Regions from separate parts of the Macaca mulatta genome. Here region 1 is linked to region 2. The links are chromatin contacts, called in public Hi-C maps. All regions are on one chromosome and are shown on one strand. The core of a region is the stretch at or near the end of the contact, and the rest is flanking DNA. Distances in the headings are between cores, read along the strand shown. Region 1 holds the start of PPP2R5C (protein phosphatase 2 regulatory subunit B'gamma). Region 2 has its middle 55 kb from the start of PPP2R5C.

Region 1 (2,700 bases), core at 200-2,699, 55 kb before region 2:
TGTTTTTATTCGGCATGGCTGGAGCGGGCCACCTCCGCCGCCGCCGCCCCTGCCGCCGCCTGCCCCCGCAGCAGCAGCGCCCCCACCCCGGCCGTCGCGCCCCCGCGGCCGCCGCCGCCGCCGCCGCCGCCGCCGCCGCCCGGGGACTGAGTCGTTCGCTCGCTCTCGCTTCCCCTTTTCCAGGCTCCCAAAGGCTGCGGCAGCCGCGGCGGCGGCGGCGGCGGCGGCGGCAGCGGCGGCGGCGTCTCTCCGCCCCTCCCCCGGCCGGCCCGCCCCGCCCCTCCCCACCCCCGGCCGGCCGCCCCGCCCCGCCCGCTCGCCTCTCACCCCGCCCCCGCGCCCGGGCCCGCCCCGCTGCCCTCAACAGCGCCCTGCCATTGGTCGACGCGCCCCCACGTGCCCTAACGCTCCCCGCTCCCCCCACCCTCTCCGCGCGACCCGTTCACACCCGCGCTCTCCGTCGCGAGTCGCCGCGAGCCGGCCTAAGGCAGGCCGCGGCCTCAGGGCACGGGCCTGGCCGCAGAGCAGAGCCGAGCCAAGTCAGGGGAGGGAGCGTGTGGCTGCGATTGCGGTGATAGGGCCGTGGCCCGCTGTGGAGGCGCAAGACAGAGCGTGAGACGTAGGAAATGCACATTTGAAATGTATGGCAACAACTTCTGCAGCCGGCGAGGCGTGAACCGCGGCCTCCTGGCCTCGCCCCCTCACCGCCGCAGGTCTCGCTGCAGTCAAGAGTGCCCCGCACGCTTTGCACTGAGGCGCACAGAGAGGCCCGGGAACCGAGAGAGCGGCTGTTTCGCGGGACCCCGCTAGGCCCCGCCTCCCCTCCCCTCCCTCCCTCTCCTCCCCTCCCTCCCTCTCCTCCCCTCCCTCCCTCTCCTCCCCTCCCTCCCTCTCCTCCCCTCCCTCCCTCTCCTCCCCTCCCTCCCTCTCCTCCCCTCCCTCCCTCTCCTCCCCTCAACCAGCCCCCAACCCCTCCCCTCCCCTCCCCTCCTCTCTCCTCCCCTCAACCAGCCCCCAACCTCTCCCCTCCCCTCCCCTTCCCTGCCCTCCCCTCCCCTCAACCAGCCCCCAACCCCTCCCCTCCCCTCGACCAGCCCTTCCCCTCGACCGGCCCCTCCCCCCGACCGGCCCCTCCCCTCGACCGGCCCCTCCTCTCGACCGGCTCCTCCCCTCGACCAACCCCTCCCCTCGACCAACCCCTCCCCTCGACCAACCCCTCCCCTCGACCAACCCCTCCCCTCGACCAGCCCCTCCCCTCGACCAGCTCCTCCTCTTGAATAGCCCCTCCCCTCACCAGCTCCACCGTCCGTAGATCCTCCCTCGAGGTCCCGCCCATCCGACAGGCCCGTCCCTCCCTAGTTGGTCCCGCCCTCCGCAGTTTCTCTCGTAAGGTCCCGCCTACCCGACAGCCCCGCCCTTTCCTGGTTGGTCCCGCCCTCCGCAGCTCTTCCGGCGAGGTCCCACCCACCCGACAGCCCCGCGGCTCCCCGTTGGCCCCGCCCTCCGCAGCTCCTTCCGCGAGGTCACGCCCACTCGTGCAGCCCCTCTCCTCCGGCCTCGGCCCCGCCCACCGAGGCCAGGCCTCGAACACTTGGTGGCCGCTGCGCCAATAGGATTTTATTTTTATTCTTTAATTTGACTGGATCGTAAATGGTAAGGAAACCTCTGCATGATGACTGGGAGTCACCTGATTTCTCTCCCCTCGTTAATAGCTGTGAGGAGGGGGTGTCCCAGGGAAAAACGTTAACTTTTTAATACAGTACTTCCGCAGTCCACCTCGTTCCCACAACTATTGGAGACGCTAATGACAGGCGTCCCGGATTGCGGAAATGCATTAGGTAGTAAGACTAGGAGTGTACGGATTTCACGTGCGAGAGGCATTGGTGCTTCACCTGTGATGATGAAGGAGCTACATCTTAACTGGCAGCTTAAAAATCATCGCGTTCTCTTAGTCCCTGGGGTTTTGTTCTTGGAAGTTGCCAGGCAGAGCATTTTCGATTATTCTCAGCAGTTCTGCAATGGGAAAGCTGAAAGACAGGGGATAAGAAAAAAAAGATCTAAAGTGAGGAATGTTGTGGGAGGTCCAGAAAGTAAGTTGTGTTTGCGGGTGTCTGAATGTCTATGGGCTCTTAGACGAGTATCTGTAGGTAAGCAGGACAGCCTCAAACAGCTATTTGTGTGGAATAAATGGCTTTTTTTAAAATTAATAATTTAGGTGGGTTAATGGTGTCTCCAAAACAATTTTGAGGATGGAGCGATGCCCCTAGTTAACTTAATAACATTTTAAAAATAAAATATATGCTTTCAATTTAATAAGCCCAAGATATATCCATATCAAAAAAGGAGTAGCTCTGAAACTATTGGTTTATGGCCATGAACTCTTAGGGAGGCTTAGAGGCTTCTCTGAGACAAGCCTATGCCACCAAAATACTTGTATCATAGCTCCTGATCCGGTGTTGCATACAATTCATTCATTCGACCCACATTTGTTGGATAACTATTTTTTTTTTTTTTTTTTTTTTTTTTTTGAGACGGAGTCTCGCTCTGTCGCCCAGGCTGGAGTGCAGTGGCGCAATCTCGGCTCACTGCAAGCTCCGCCTCCCGGGTTCACGCCATTCTCCTGCCTCAGCCTCCCGAGTAGCTGGGACTACAGGCGCCCGCCCCTGCGCCCGGCTAATTTTTTCTATTTTTAGTAGAGAC
Region 2 (2,700 bases), core at 26-2,525:
CTGAAGTCACTGACTATGCCGTGGGGAAGAGATCAGTGGCACATCGTCACACAGGCTCTACTGTGCAGACGCACCGCCCAGAGGAAACGGCAGAGGAAACAATACAGTATAGTGAAATGTTAGAAAGTTTTGGGTATGTATTACCTGTTTTTGAATATACTGTAATCTTTAATAATGGCTGTGCATAACAGCGATCTGCAGAATTCCTGAAAACGTTAACAGTCTGCTTGTGAGCTGGCACAGGGTCAGACCCAGACTCCCGGGACAAAGCCTAAACGGGTGGCCCACTGCTGTCCAGACTCACCCTCCTCCACAAGCCGCGCCTCATGCTAGCTCCCTGGATCCGCTTGTGGGGCCCAGATGGACTCTGCTGGTCTTTGCCCTTCCACCCTCTGTCTGAACCTCCCTCCCTTCATCCTTCCCTTTCTCTTTCTCACCCTCTCTTTACCTCTGAGTATTTACGGAGCCCACTGCTATGTGGCAGGACTTTGCAAAGCCGGAGGATGCAAATGTGGCCTCCGCCCACTGGAGCTGGTGTCTTCTCAGAGCTGGGTCTCCAGAACCACATGAAGCTTCCAGGTTTGGGTGAATAGGGAAGACTCCTTGGCTGGAGCCATGAGGCCCTTTCTCAGCTAACCCTACAGCAGCCCCCATATCGGGCCCAGGACCCCCTCACTCACCTGGACAATACGCTGTGTGTTTCCCTTCTCTCCGAGCCCACCCTGGGGCATGCAATTCCAACAGCTCAGAGGCAGAGCTCCTGGGCGTATTCCCTTCCCAGATGGCCTGCGTGATGGCTTGGGGAGGTCCAGGATGGCTGTCCTCGGCGATCAGGAGCATGTGAGCACTGGTGGGGATGAGGGAGCCCAGAGGGTCGGTCCTACTACGCACCCCGCACCGTAATGGTCTGCTCGTGAGCTGGCACAAGCACACCCTACTACAGGGTCAGACCCAAACTTCTGGGACAAAACAGAGGACTTTCCTCTCTGCTGCACTGTGTGCGCCCCTAGCATTTCAAATTAAAGTCTGGCACCTTATACAGGGAGATATTTTGCTAGAACATGAACTTAAATGCATGCAGTATCATACAGGTCCAACAGGAAGCAGTATGGGGGTGCACAGTGCAGCCTCTGGAGACAAGACCTGGGCTCGGTCCTGCTTCTAAGAGTTACTGCTGTGTGACCTCAGGCAAGTTACTCAAATACTCTGAACCTCAGATTCTCGGCTGTGTAAGGGCAACAACAAATACTTCATGGTTGGTTGTGAGAATTGAGCTGACGCAAGAAACACCCAACAGTGGCTTGCATGTGCTGAATGCGCAGGAAGTTTTCTGCTGCGTAATTTGAGATACTAAAAGCAAAGATGATGATTGAGCGCCCTCTGGCGGCCAAATGGTACAATTACACCTTAGATTACGCCCAGCTCAATTTTTTACGCGGGGCTCAAGGACTCACAGGCCCTGCTGGTGGTGAATTGCCTGGGGCCCCTTCTTGCTCCGTTTCAGTTCCTTGGCCCCTGTGGTAGGCAGCCTCCTCATTAAAGGGGAGGATTTCACTGGACAGGCATCTTCACTACACCTGTCCCGGACTCTTCAGAACTAGCTCCTGTCTCTGATGCCTCGAGGGGGATCATCGTTCAGCTAAGGAAGCTGGTCCCTGCTGCAGCTGGGCTGAGGACTGCCAGGGATTCGGGGCCTTCGAAACGGAGACGACAGACCCTGTTTTGTGTGCGTGTGTGTGCGTGTGCGTGTGTGTGCGTGTGCGTGTGCGTGTGGCGCCAGACCCAACCCTCATGCCTCCATGTGAACGGCAGGGCCTCATTCTGGATTTTAAAAACCTAGTTGTTACCGGGCCTGCAGGTCGGCTGTATCCCTGCGGTTCTCTGCAGCCCCTGCCCCTGTGGGCAGTCATTCTGTGCGCCAGGCACTGTGCTGGGTGCTGGGGATATGGCACAGCACCCGGGGCTTAGGTTAGAGGGGGAGCTGGAGGGGAATTTGGGCGGGACTTCCGGAGTCCTGTCCCAGGGGGTGGAGAGGTCTTCCCTTCCCCCAGCGCTTCCTCATGCACAAGGCCTGTGCTGACACCTGGGCCACTCTGCCATGTTCCCTGCGGCCTTGAACTCAGTGACAGCCAATATTTACCAGCTCTGTCCAAGGGCCATGCGTGGTAGGCGTTTCCTTGAGCCCTCGAGATGGCCTTGAGGTCGGTACAACCTCCTGCCAGCACCATGCCCTCCGTTCTGCGGTGGAGGAATCGGACCTGGAGAGGTCGTGTTCACTGGCAAAGGGAAGTCAGGGTCAGGCTCTCAGAGCCCAGAAGCTCTCACCCCTCGGGCCGTGGTTCCTGCTGCCGCTGCCCAGTCCTTCCCTTTTTGCCGGGGAGCCTCCTCTCTCGGCCTGGGCCTCCTGAATTTCTTCCTGAAGGGAGTTTGGGGCAGGAATCCGGCGCCAGCAGCTTTTCACCCCACCCAGGGCTGCATGTCAAGCTGGGGCGGAAGAGGAGGCCCTCGGCGCACGTGCCTCCAGCGCTGCCTGCGGCGGCCTCGCCCAGGAAGTGCGGCTCAGCGGGAGCTCGCCCGTGTCCCTGCCCCCGGGGCGGTGCCGCCACGGCCTGGGAAGGAGGCCGAACCCCTGCTCCCGCGACCCCTGCATGGGCGGGGGAGGCCCCAGGCCCTAGCTGAAACCAGGCTCCCGAGTTTTCA

What was found. Hi-C and Micro-C count contacts between places; a contact is called where the count stands out from the background.
Region 1: a Hi-C map of blood shows a contact between it and region 2, with 8 times the contacts expected there. The contact joins the promoter of PPP2R5C here to the enhancer-like site in region 2. A contact is called at or near these places in 4 of 14 Hi-C or Micro-C datasets (CD4 T cells, blood, cortical neurons and 1 more).

The regions. Positions count from the first base shown.
Region 1 is chr7:175,105,881-175,108,580 of T2T-MMU8v2.0, reverse strand. PPP2R5C (protein phosphatase 2 regulatory subunit B'gamma) reads right to left here and starts at 1,449. Exons shown (of 15, transcript XM_015144500.3): 1 at 1,295-1,449. The coding sequence starts at 1,336.
Region 2 is chr7:175,050,531-175,053,230 of T2T-MMU8v2.0, reverse strand. No RefSeq gene overlaps it. Among named protein-coding and RNA genes, the nearest start is that of PPP2R5C, 55 kb to the left of the region's middle. Within about 2 kb of position 1,275, at least 23 of the 40 cell types and tissues checked have an H3K27ac peak or open chromatin away from gene starts, as enhancers often do. A contact at or near this core is called in CD4 T cells, blood and liver, where this site is marked.